Linked DNA regions of Dromaius novaehollandiae: region 2 is linked to region 1. A link is a contact called in public Hi-C data. All regions are on one chromosome and are shown on one strand. The core of a region is the stretch at or near the end of the contact, and the rest is flanking DNA. Distances in the headings are between cores, read along the strand shown. Region 1 has its middle 140 kb from the start of INSC. Region 2 holds the start of SOX6 (SRY-box transcription factor 6).

Evidence for each region. A called contact is a pair of places that touch in the nucleus more often than the background predicts.
Region 2: a Hi-C map of brain shows a contact between it and region 1, with 5 times the contacts expected there. The contact joins the promoter of SOX6 here to the enhancer-like site in region 1. A contact is called at or near these places in 3 of 4 Hi-C or Micro-C datasets (brain, liver and ovary).

The regions. Positions count from the first base shown.
Region 1 is chr5:63,326,272-63,332,097 of bDroNov1.hap1, reverse strand. No RefSeq gene overlaps it. Among named protein-coding and RNA genes, the nearest start is that of INSC, 140 kb to the right of the region's middle. Within about 2 kb of position 3,652, at least 1 of the 2 cell types and tissues checked has open chromatin away from gene starts, as enhancers often do.
Region 2 is chr5:64,122,556-64,128,381 of bDroNov1.hap1, reverse strand. SOX6 (SRY-box transcription factor 6) reads left to right here and starts at 2,085. Exons shown (of 17, transcript XM_064513069.1): 1 at 2,085-2,172. It overlaps LOC135328521 (a long non-coding RNA gene), which reads right to left. Exons shown (of 3, transcript XR_010389511.1): 2 at 1,182-3,222.

The DNA.
Region 1 (5,826 bases), core at 2,403-4,902:
TATCTCTGTTGAACTCTACGATATCAAGGCCTTGCAGCCCTAAATAAATGATGAGTAAATGGCATACTCCCAAATTAGAAGAGGCTAGACAGAGTTTACCTGGTTCAGGAGCACGTACTTGGAAGGACAGTGCTGTCTTACTCTCGGGGGAGCACGGCCACAGCGCCACCAGTGGACTCCTTCGGTATTACAAAAAAGACAAACCACCGTCTACTGGCACCTGCCAGGAGACGCCGTCTGCTCTTGGCCAGTACGTAAGCGTGTTTTAGTTGCGTGCTATGGTCACACAGCAGCGATAGAGCAGAGAAGTTCAGTCCGGCAAGGCAGCATGAACCAAACTTACAGGTTCAGCAGCAGAGACACGAGACAATCCGTATCACTGTCATACCATGAATACAGCTAGAAAAAAAAGTATGGGGTGAAAAATTAAAATGAAGACATCACAAAACAACCATAAAGTTCTTTGGGATGTTTTGGTAAGGTTGGTTTTTTAATGCTCTTGTACACCTAAAGTATGGATGGATGGCTAAAATAGGAAGATGTTTTTAGCATACATACACAAGTGTGTGTGTGTGTGGTTTAAATTTTATTTTGATTAAAGATTTTATTCTAAAAGTTCTGGCTGAAGACAGAAGCATGATGTCAGCTCAGCTGAAGCTGAAATGATCATTACACAGTATGGAATGATAAGAAGAATGAACTCATTAAAGGTTACGCAGAAGAAGACTGAATCTTGCAAGGAATACCTCCACACTTGTGTTCTTTTTCTTTTGATCTTTCACTTTTCATTCTTTCCACCATGGCATAACATAAACTTCAATTTTTTTCCAAAGTTAGGCACATGGCTATAGATATTAATGTTCAGTGTGGCATGGTTTTTCTACAGCATCCAAAACAATACATTTTCCATAATTTCTGGTATTCTACCTTCCTTTGTAATTAGAATAGCCACTGTTCCTTGTGCCATCTTTTGTTCTGATGATGTTGGGGATGATTGAAACATCTCTGGTTTGGTCAGTCTGTATCCAGGCCTTCAGCTAGATGTTCAGTGGCAAAGCTTGTTTCCTTTTCTTTATCTATTCCATTGTTTTTACCAGTGTGGACTGGTGAATCTTTCACACTGATAGTAAGAAGTGCAAACATGAGTGCCAGGAAGAACACAATTTAATCTGGAATAAGGTGCCACAATTAATTTAAGATGAAGCCTTTATATAATCAATGAAAATGTCACAGCAGGGGTTTACAAATTCAAAGCTCTTTGGTTCTGATGTATCCTTCTTGAGTCTGACATGTACTTGCCAATTTACTTCACAATTTTATACATAGAGGAACTTCTCTAAAGAGCTGAAATAGGCCTGCATCAGACTTGGAATGGTAGCAGCTCCTCAATGTAAATACTGTCAAAAACATTCCTAAGGAAATTCGTCCCTTTGTGTAGTTTTTATCCTCATAACCTTCCTTTACTCCCTTCATATGAAGTGTAACCAGTATCTGAAAGGGGAAGCAATAGTCCAAACTCCACTTTATAAACGAGAAGCAGAGATAATACAGTAAATGTACAATACCCTGCACAAACATACCAATGCACGCTCTGTGTCAGACTGATATTCTATATTTCTGCCTTTCCTGGGCTGGAGTCACGGAGTTCCAGAAAAGCAATACATGCTGAACGGCACGAATGTACACTTCAGATGGGCGCCACAGAGGACCGGAACAGGAAAATTAGATCTATGCAGCTGTGAATTCCTTGTTAGAAGTGAAAAAGGACTGTAGTCTAACCTCCCAAAAACTAATTTCCATCACCTAGCAAATCCTATTTAATTAATTGCAGCAATCCTCTTTGCTCATGCTTTCAGCACACAGAACAGATGATTCCTGATTCCAAGTGCTAAGGGTAAAAGAGTGTAGCAGAAGAGCCCTGGTTAAATGTTGTCAACATTTGAAGAGAATACTTTCACATAATTTGCTATAACTACACACTGCAGTAAGTTAAGACAAAAGATAAAATAAAATTTATAATGGGTTTATGATATTGCCCAATAATCATTTCCCAGTCTTTTACTCTGTTATTTCCTTCCAAAAATGCATCAAATTCTTCTTTAGTTCTATAGTTTTTCTATGTAGTTCAAGTGAGACAGTCAAAACGTTATCTACATGACAAAGAGTAGGTTATATCCACAAAACATATTCTTAATCCTGAGAGTGTACCCAAAGCAGTATTTATTACATTATATGATCAACATGTTATTCCTACCTTAAATCCAAGAATCCCCCAATAATATTTTAAGTGTATATCTTCAACATAGTACCCTGGAAAGTATGGCAGCGAGAAAGCTGGTTTGTACAACAAAGATTAGCACTGGGCCCAATATTTTAGCCTAATGCAGGTTAATACAGCTGAAGATCTGAATTCTAATGCTCTAATATCTGCACTGTGACACCCTGTCCTCTACACTAATTCTATAGATTTTGACGACACTGCAATGGGAGTAGACACCTGCAGATCTCAATGCCAAATCAAAGCCAAATATATTAGCTATCATCATAATGTCTTTATACATGAAAATGTGTGCAGGGGGTGGGGTACACATGTGCACATAGATACTCTGTATACTGTATGCAAATTCTCATTCTATAGAAATTATACTGTTGTAAAGCAGAGCTAAAGCTTTACACTAAGGCTACTTCCCTGTGGGAATACTACATGAAAAGGCTTTTTATTTTTAAAGATAAATTACATTTTTTGTATAATTGAGTCACACTTTTCATGTAGCACTCAGCCTAGGGATGTCTGCAAGAGAAAAGAACAATATCTTACTAAATCCCTGTTAGGATCATTAAATTTAGATCACAAAACTCTCGCAGGCATGCAATTCCAAACATGTCACTGAAACAAAAGGAACAACAACAAAAAATGACAAGCTTCTCTTACATTATTTTCCCTCTTTACAATGATGTTTAAGGTAGCAAAGTGTTAATGAATTCAGTACAACGTATCGTGCATTGTGTTAGAACTTCTATATTGTTGAAAAATTGTCATATTTGGTTAGGCAGCTGCATGGAGAAAAAAGCTCTGACAATATCTAATTGAGTCTATTTTTACTGTCTTTCAGATAACATTGTTACAATTATGTACAGTACATATTTCTTATTTTTAGTTTCACACTCCCTTCCCCCCACTCTTCACAGCCCTTCACTACAACAGTGTTTTACTACTGCTGATATAAATCCAGGTCATTTTCACATAAGAAGAGTGAGTCCTATTCTGTAATATTGAAATGGGGCTCCAAGCTGTTATGTAAACCACTATTAATAACAGAGTATTCAGGACATGTGCCTCTTAAAAGCTGGTCCTTGTTTAGAACGCTGACTGGGACACAAAAGCTAAAAGCTCTGTTTCCTGCTTTGTCATATGCTTCCTGGGCAATCCTGATCTAAACGGTTCCTCTCCCTCTCACTCCTTTCTGTAAAATGGGAATAATAAAAATATTTTCTTTCTGCTGCCTCTTAAAACCATAAATGCTCCAAGGCAAGGACTTTTCTCTAAGGCGAGGGAAAGTTTGTCTCACACATCATCCTTTGAGGCAGTCTGGTTCGCCTGAACTGGTTAGCCGAGAGTCAGGACACTAAGCAGGACTCTGGGGCATGCAGTTCGGGCTGACACAACGCCTTTGAAAAGGAATCCAGCTGCCACCTGGGAATGCACACACCAAGCACTACCACCACTGCCAGAGCACAGGCGGAAAAAGCTACTCTCCTGCACAGCCAGCCAGGAGGAAGGACTGGACCTTCCGTTTGCGCAACTGTAGGCACCATGTCCTGCTCCCATGCAGAAAAAAAGCACACCAAACTAGTTAAAGAAGGCCAGGCAGGTCAAACAGCCTAAAACCGCCACACAGAAAAAACATTTATGTAGAATTACTATTTTGGGGGGTGAATGTCTCTTTAAAAATATCGCATGATAAAAAAAAACATAAATATTTGTTGTTTAAATTTATTTTTACACCTTCAGGGCTCAAGGCACAGACTCTTGGGAACAGGGTTCGCAATGCAGATTTCAGTTAGTCGCAACCCCAAAAAGCAGTGTACTGTATGTATACTGGGGAAGAGCATTGATAGCTAGGCTCCAGAAGGCACTGGAGGAAACATTCACTGAGGAGAACCAGAATTATTTCAAGCACAAGGTGAAGAAGAAAATGGTAAGTAAAGATGACTTTCACAATGGGACAGCAAGCCACCTCACAAAAATTACACAGACTGCTCAGCTTGCTCGCTATCTGCTACTTCTCTAGATAGCACCTATTAGCACTATCGACAATCTTCTCAGAAAGTCACAGAAAAAATGCCTCCTTTTCTACTTTAATAAATGCATATTTATTTAGGTACACTGAAACACTGGGGGGGGGGGGGGGGAGGAACAGAAAAAGAAACCTGTGCTTTTAACTGAAAAAATTTTGTTTTCTTCTCCTCTCCTCTTCCCCTCTTTATTCCAACAATAGAAAGCTTTTACTTTTCGCAAGAAAAGTTGAGTTTGGAAAAGCAGGGCATCATTTTGCAGGAGACTGATGAAGTAAAATACAAATTCCCTATCCCCCCACCTTGTCTCTTACCCTCCAAATAAGAGTCTTCTATAAAAACAGATTTCTACTTTTAACATCTCCCGCATGACACCAAATACCCACATCATACAAATCCCATACTGAACACTGTTCTGAGTGATTCAAGCTCATGTAAGCTTTCGGGTGCCCATGGGACTGTAATTATTAGGAGAACAGGAGTGAAAAAAAGGGATGAAAACAGAACTTGGGAAGCATGGCAATCTCGGGGATGAACAGGAGGAATCTAATGAGGAACTGTACCTGCGAAACCTAATAGCCAGAACAAAATTAGCCATTCAGGGCGACTTACTCAAAACAGTTCTTACAGAAGTTTTAATAGCAGAAGAGCTTCAAACCATTATAAAATGCAGCTGTAGATACAAGTAACAAATGCATGAGTTAGTAGACCTGCTCCTCTGTTACAGATGCCCAGAGGCTATGGTCAGACAACCAGGATACGAGAATGGATACGCCATATAATCAAGACCACAATGCCCACGGCATTCACTTCCATTTAGCCTGCAGGCTTCTGAAAGTACAGAGAAAAGTCTAGTCGATTATGGGAACTAGCATTATATATGTATTGCCAAAGAGAGCAAACTTCCCTAATAGAATAACACCACTTTTCATTTTTCATGAGTTCCCTCATTTACAGTGCATAACATATTGGTCGGAACAGATGGATTAGTGAATCGACTGGCTCGTGTGAAAACTCTCTTCTGTTATTAAAAATCGGTATAATTTTCATGGGTGGATCTACACAAAAACTAAAACTGGTGTGTCACCAACTTTGTAGACTATACCATAAAACCTTAACACAGATTGTCTCCATGTGTCTTTGTCTGTTATCAGTAGAGATGAGGACTCAGTTTCACATGAAAAGTTTTTCTAAAAAACAAATTCACTCTACTTAACTACTGCCATTTATTGTCTAGAGTTATAATTTAAGTGCATTTAAAATAAAATCCACTAATGAAGATGAAACAAAAATGCTTTGTAAAGGACATTTGCCCTCTTTGAACGCGAGACCAACTCTAGCCTCATAATGTTTCCTGTGACATTTATTAATAGTATATTTTTGCAGATAAAAAACTATGTTGACTTTTTGTGCCACATGCAGTCTGACCTTTAACTTTCTACTGTCCCTATACAAGTTATGATTTAACATGGGAAAATAAGCATCCCTATTGGTTACTTTATGTTCCCTTCCAAAACTATAGATACGGTA
Region 2 (5,826 bases), core at 836-3,335, 800 kb before region 1:
ACCACACACCAAGCCTGTGAATTGAAAACAACTAGAAAGCTAGAGAAGCAAAATCCTCTGGGGAAGCCTGGGCAGTGCACTTGGCCTGAGTTTCCCTGGAGAATGGGGTACAAGTTGGGAAAAGCAGTCAGAAATACTTCCTAGCACATTCTCTGACAGGAAACCCCCTTTAAGCAGTGAGATTGGAGGCATTTTACAGATAGCGAGCTACCGTGTGGGAGGAAAGGGGGGCCGAGGGGCTCTTGCCTCACTACACCCGGGTCCCACTGTGGAAACAAGCACTGTGTGCTCTGATTTCTAGTGTGAAAGGCGAATGAAAAAGAGGCCCTCGGGGGCATGTGGTTAAGAAAGTCCCTGATTTTTTTTTCTTTGTGTATTCCCATCTCTGAGCCTTAAATTCTGTTCCTGGTTCTCTCATCCAGGCATCATTCAGAGAGAGAGAAAGAGCGAGCGAGCGAGCGTGTGTGTGTGTGTGTGTGTGTGTGTGGAGTTGCTCAGTGTGGGGGAGGCTGCAGGAAGGCTCCGGCTGGCGTTTCATGGCAAGAGCCATTGGAAGAGCAGGTTGCCAGGGCGAGATTCTTCGATGACTTTCGCGATGTTGCTAACGCTGTTTGTTTTGCTTTGCGAAGTGCTAATCCGAGAGCTCCTTGGCAGGCGTTTGCTCTCGTTGCTTTATTTGCACTCGCCTCACGGTGGCGTTTTAAGCACGTAAACAAAGCGCAAGTGAGCGGAGAGGCAAGTGTGTTTTCTAGTTTACCTTTATTAGAATAACAGTTCCGTTAATGTTTTGGATAAATCAAAACTGTCTTTCAAAACGGTTCAAGGATGGGAGATGCGCGATTCCCTACGTCAATGGAAGGTGTCTTAATCTTTCCGGCCGGCACAAAGCCTCGCTGAATTAGAGTAAGGGTTTATGTCATCTTAACAGCACAGCCTCACCTGTTTGTTTTTTTTTTTCCCCCCTCTTTTCCTCTTCTCTCTCCTCCCCCCAGCCCCCCAGGAGAAGTTTACAAAGAATGTGATTGAAAGCGTAAAGCAGCAGATGCCGATGTTAAACTCCAGCCTGATTTGATATAACGATCCGAGACACAGCCCTAAGCCGCCGCCCTCATTAACACAGAAGCATGCCCCTGGGACCTGAGTTACCCGGAGAGAATAAAAACAATACAGAGTCATCTTACCTCCGAGCCGGCAGTGCAACGTTAGAGGTAGGAGAGGGAAAACTGTGGCTCTTCTCTATGCTACCTAGGTCGGTGCGTCGCAGGGCTCTGTTACAGCGTTGCTGCCGCCTGCCTGCCTGGGCTCCGCTCCCGAGCGTGTTCCCCCCGCCCCCGGCAGGCATTCCCCTAAACTCAGCCCAGGACAAATCCAGAAGTCAGGGACAACGTTCCTATTCACTCCTTGCTGGTGCAAATTCCCCATGGTTTCTCTCCGCCAGAGCGTGGAACAAAATTGCCGGTTACCATGAGTTTTTGTAAGGCTTTATTTGAAATCTAGGAGCAGGTAAGGCTGCTGCTCGCTGCCAGCGATTCCCGTTGCACTTGTAGAGAGCGGCAGAAGCCGGTGGAAGTGGGAGTGTGGTCTGCTCTTCATTAGGGAGGGGGGATCGGACCCTGGAGGTGATGCAGTGAAACACTTCTACTTCCTTGCATTGTGTTTATTAGAGATCACGGGCGCTCTGCTTTTATAACATTCACTTCAAGCATTCTCAAACCCACACGGAATAAGTTCTGATCCTCCCCTTTAGTTTACACTGGGGTTGTCAAAGGATTAAATAAATGAAACTTTATTTGACCGTGGAGTTTACAGACCCTGGGATCCCTGCGCTCTCTGGCCTTATTCTAATTCTATAGTGGTAATTACCCTTCGTTTCTTTAAGTGCAATAGATTTATTGCCTTAGAGACTATGCACAGTTTGATTGAATTATTCATTTTTTTCTTTGGTGTAGACTGCATCTGGGGACTGATGTGACGTGTAGATTTTTTTTTCAGGAACAAAGGGAATGTGGAAATGAAAGAGAGAGGGAGAGAGAGGCTGGCAGATGTGATGAGATGCGGTGAAGGTGTATCCAGCTTGGCACTCCCACTCCTCTCTTCTGCTCTCATTGCAGCCCTGGGTGACTCTCAGGCTAACACAAACAGCTTTTCTTCCGCAGCCTGCCCTCTGTCACTGTAAGTACAACAGCCTTCTCTTATCAGCATGCAAATTCCAGCCACTCACTACCTTAGCCTGGTGTTTGCACTTTAGATTTACAGAGGGGACCTTTAAAATGAACTTTCCGAGACAGGAAGGGGTTTTCATGTCAAACTTGCTTTTATTTTCTTTGTAAAAGTTTATGTGGTTTTTCCTTTTTTTTTTTTTTTTTTTTTTTGGAACGGGGGGGTGGAGTGGGGAGATTGTTGTTGCTGCGGCTTTTTGCTTCTCTATCAAGATGATATACAGTTTCAAATGAAATTAAAACCTTTTATTTGATACTGTTTCCGCCAGGACAATACATTGTGTTAACAGATGACGTCTTAAGGAATTCAGAGTTTTTGTTTTCAGTCAGATCTTTTGCTTTGGGTGTAATAAAATGCAAACGTCCCCTAAATTTTGAGAAAATCTCTAGAGGTTCCTGTTCTAGGGGAACACGCATCAGCTGATGGGTTTGATTGTGAAGAAATGTGCAGTAATCTGCTTTTATCTAGTCTAACCAAACTTTTTTCCAATCGTGTGATCAGGCTTTAACTTCTTTTCCTTTAGCTTTCTCTTAAATGCAGTTGATTATTTTACAAAATTTCTCTGAACATTTTCAACAAGCCTATAAAAAGTCTTCATTGTCGGAGAGTGTCAGCAGAGTGAATTTATAAAGATGCTTGTTAATTGTTCGGCATTAATTGGGGAGAATAGCTTGTGAATGTGTGAATGACTTGTAACGTGGAGTTTCTTGCTCTTTGAATCAAAACTTCAGAGACTGTTCTACCAACTCTGCCGGAGTTGCAGATTTGCTCATCTTAAAGCTGCGGTGTGTGAAAGTTAGCACACAGGTTGCATTGCTTATTGAACATTGCTTTACGTTAATGTATTTACGAAGAGAGCGCAAAATGCAGTGACGGCTGTGAACAGGTAAGTGCTCCAACGTGAACTGAGAGCCTCTGATTCCTTCCCTCTGCAAGGACCCACAGCAGTTCAGCATCCCTCCTCAACATCTGGCTGCGCTGGCTTCTGTGGCTATCTTTAGCCTTTGTGAAAGAAAAGCAGGGGAAGTAATTTAAAATACAGACATTAAGCGAATGGTAACGCTAAAAGTAAAAATGATTTCTTGTTTCTCGGCACGTGTATACCTATTTACACGGCGGACGTTCGCTTATGCAAACAAAGAGGGAAACACAATTGTTACTGAGCAGCGCCCGTACACACACGTTTGCATACGATGTGCAAGAAGCCCTCTTTTTCTACCGCGGAGAAGTTGTAGCTCTTTGACAGTGAGTGCTACATCTGCAACTTAATTGATCACACAGGGGAAGCAACAAGCTACAGTGTGTTACTTGCGCTGTGCCTGGGAACGTGGACACATCTCTGCGGTGTCCTGCCCCAACTTAGTGCCGTTCTCTGCACAGTATTTTCGGGAGTGCAGAGATGCTCCTCCGATTTGGAGTTAGGTGGGCGGTTAAATTTTTCTGATGTCTTAATTGTCTGTTGCCGCATTACCGCCTCGTACTTAGCAGGTTGTTCAAAGGAGGACGGTACAGCTGAGGATGTATTTTTTTCTGTTCCTTTCTTGAAAGGAAAAAAACTTACAGTAACAAATGGATGGCGTAGTAACCCCGAACAGGATGGTACATCCTTGTACTCTAAATGGAGCTGTTTTCTTACATAACTTTTTTTTTCCTGGTGCTAAAGCTACTAGTTATGCAAAAAGTCAAGGTGTTTCCTTTACTTGCAGCAGATTTAAATGTGTTAAAAGGAAGGTGTCACTGACTAATCACGGGAATTCTTATGAAAAAGGACATAGCAATATCTGGAAAGGAAGCTATTTCCTGTTGCTAAATCCATACTCTAGATAACTGCAGCCAGGTGAATAGTTTAAATTTGCTGAACGCAGGTGAATACAAACTCAATATTTACAATCTTACAATTTACTCCCGTCTCCGAATTTTACTTTTTAGTGTCTTTTATTAGAATTAAAAGATCGCGTGGAAATTAGCTGTTATGTCCTCAGCCAGCTACTTTAGTGATAAAGCTTTGATGGATACATTTAAAGTTCTGTTTCAGGGTGATTGCTCCTCACCGAATAATACCTGAATGCTCTTTTTTTTTAGTGGAATTGCCAAAAATACCTTATAAAATAGTCACGTTATTCCAAGAGGTTCTGACTTAAAACCCATTTTCTCTGTGCTCGACTCGAGAGGGACGGTAATACGTCGGACAGCAGGGCAGAGGATGCAATATTGCATGACTCTACTAGTGTTTTGAGTTTTCCGGCTTAATAGAAAAGCGTAGAGCCGGGTCAGATCAGTCCTGTGGCATCACGTTAATGTTCAGTTTTCATCCCGTTCTGATGAAGCCAGGTTCATCTGCAGGAGAGCAGAGTGTACTTCTGCTTCTAACCTTTTCCTCAAATTTCTCCTGGAGAGAGGAGGAAAGCGAAATCAGGCTTTCTCCTCGTCTTTTTGGCCTCTATAAGTTATGAAGCTATTTTAAAATTAAAAAGTTTCTCTGTTACTAACTGTTCCAGGCGCCTTCTGGAAAATGGGGAGAAAGTGCCAAAAATACAGAGATGAATCAACAACTTCTCTCTCTCTCTCATTTTGTGGGCTTGAGGTTGCTTTCCGCACTCCCATCCTAACATCAGTTTAGCCTAGGTGTGAGTAATATCAAAAGAGGGAGACGTTAGCTTTCCGGCGTTGTTTGCCCACCTGATCTGCGGGCCCCTGGCAGTCTGAAAGGCTCTTTTATGTTTACCTTTGGAAAGTAAAAATACGGGAGAGAGACTTCCCTGATTTTTCACTGCTCTACGCCACTGGTTGATTTTCTGCTCATCGCCTTCTAGTTTTCCCTTCTTTCTCCCAGATTTTTCTTCCAATTAGCACTACCAAGGGAGCGTGAGTTCCTAAACTGGTATTCAAGTTGTATTCACGTCCCTATCTGTTGCCTTTTGAAAGAGAGAGGGAGAGAGACTGCCGCTGCTGCAGTCTCTCGTCGTCGCCACGAGAACCCCAGCCCTAACTTGACTCCGGTCTCAATCAGTTTGTTCCTTCCCACATCATACCTGCCTCTTGCTTCCAGCTCTGCTCACGTTTCCCCTCTCTGTTGAGCACATCCTCACCTAGTTTGGACTCCGAGTTCCTGCTCCTGCCTCTCCCCCCTTTCTCTCCCGTGGCCTGGGGTAGCCTACGGCCAGGTTCCCATCCCTGGTACAATTTGTACTTCACGGTTCTTCTGGTCGTACCCCGACGGGGCTGTGGGATCGGGCTCCTCGGAGCCCCGCGGATCAGCTGTCAGGGAGCATTTGCTGGTCGCTGGTCGCCTGTCCCCGGTCCCTGACCAGTCCATCCCGTGCCCTGCCCACCGTCTCCGTCTCTCTGACCCTCTCTTTCCTGCCCCTTTCTCTCGCTCGCGCAGCCTGCGCCCGGGAGCCGGCGCGGAGCCCTCGGCGCGTGCCTGCCCGCGGCCGGCGGGAGCGCGGGGCGCGCTGGCGCGGCGGGTGCCGCCTGTAACCCGACTCTGCCCCCCGCCCGCGCCGGCTCCGCGTCCGCGGCTCTCCCGGGAACCCCCGCTCCCCCTCCTCCTTTTCCGGCCCCGCCGCCCTCCCCCTCCCCCTCCCCACCCCGCCCTCGCACCCC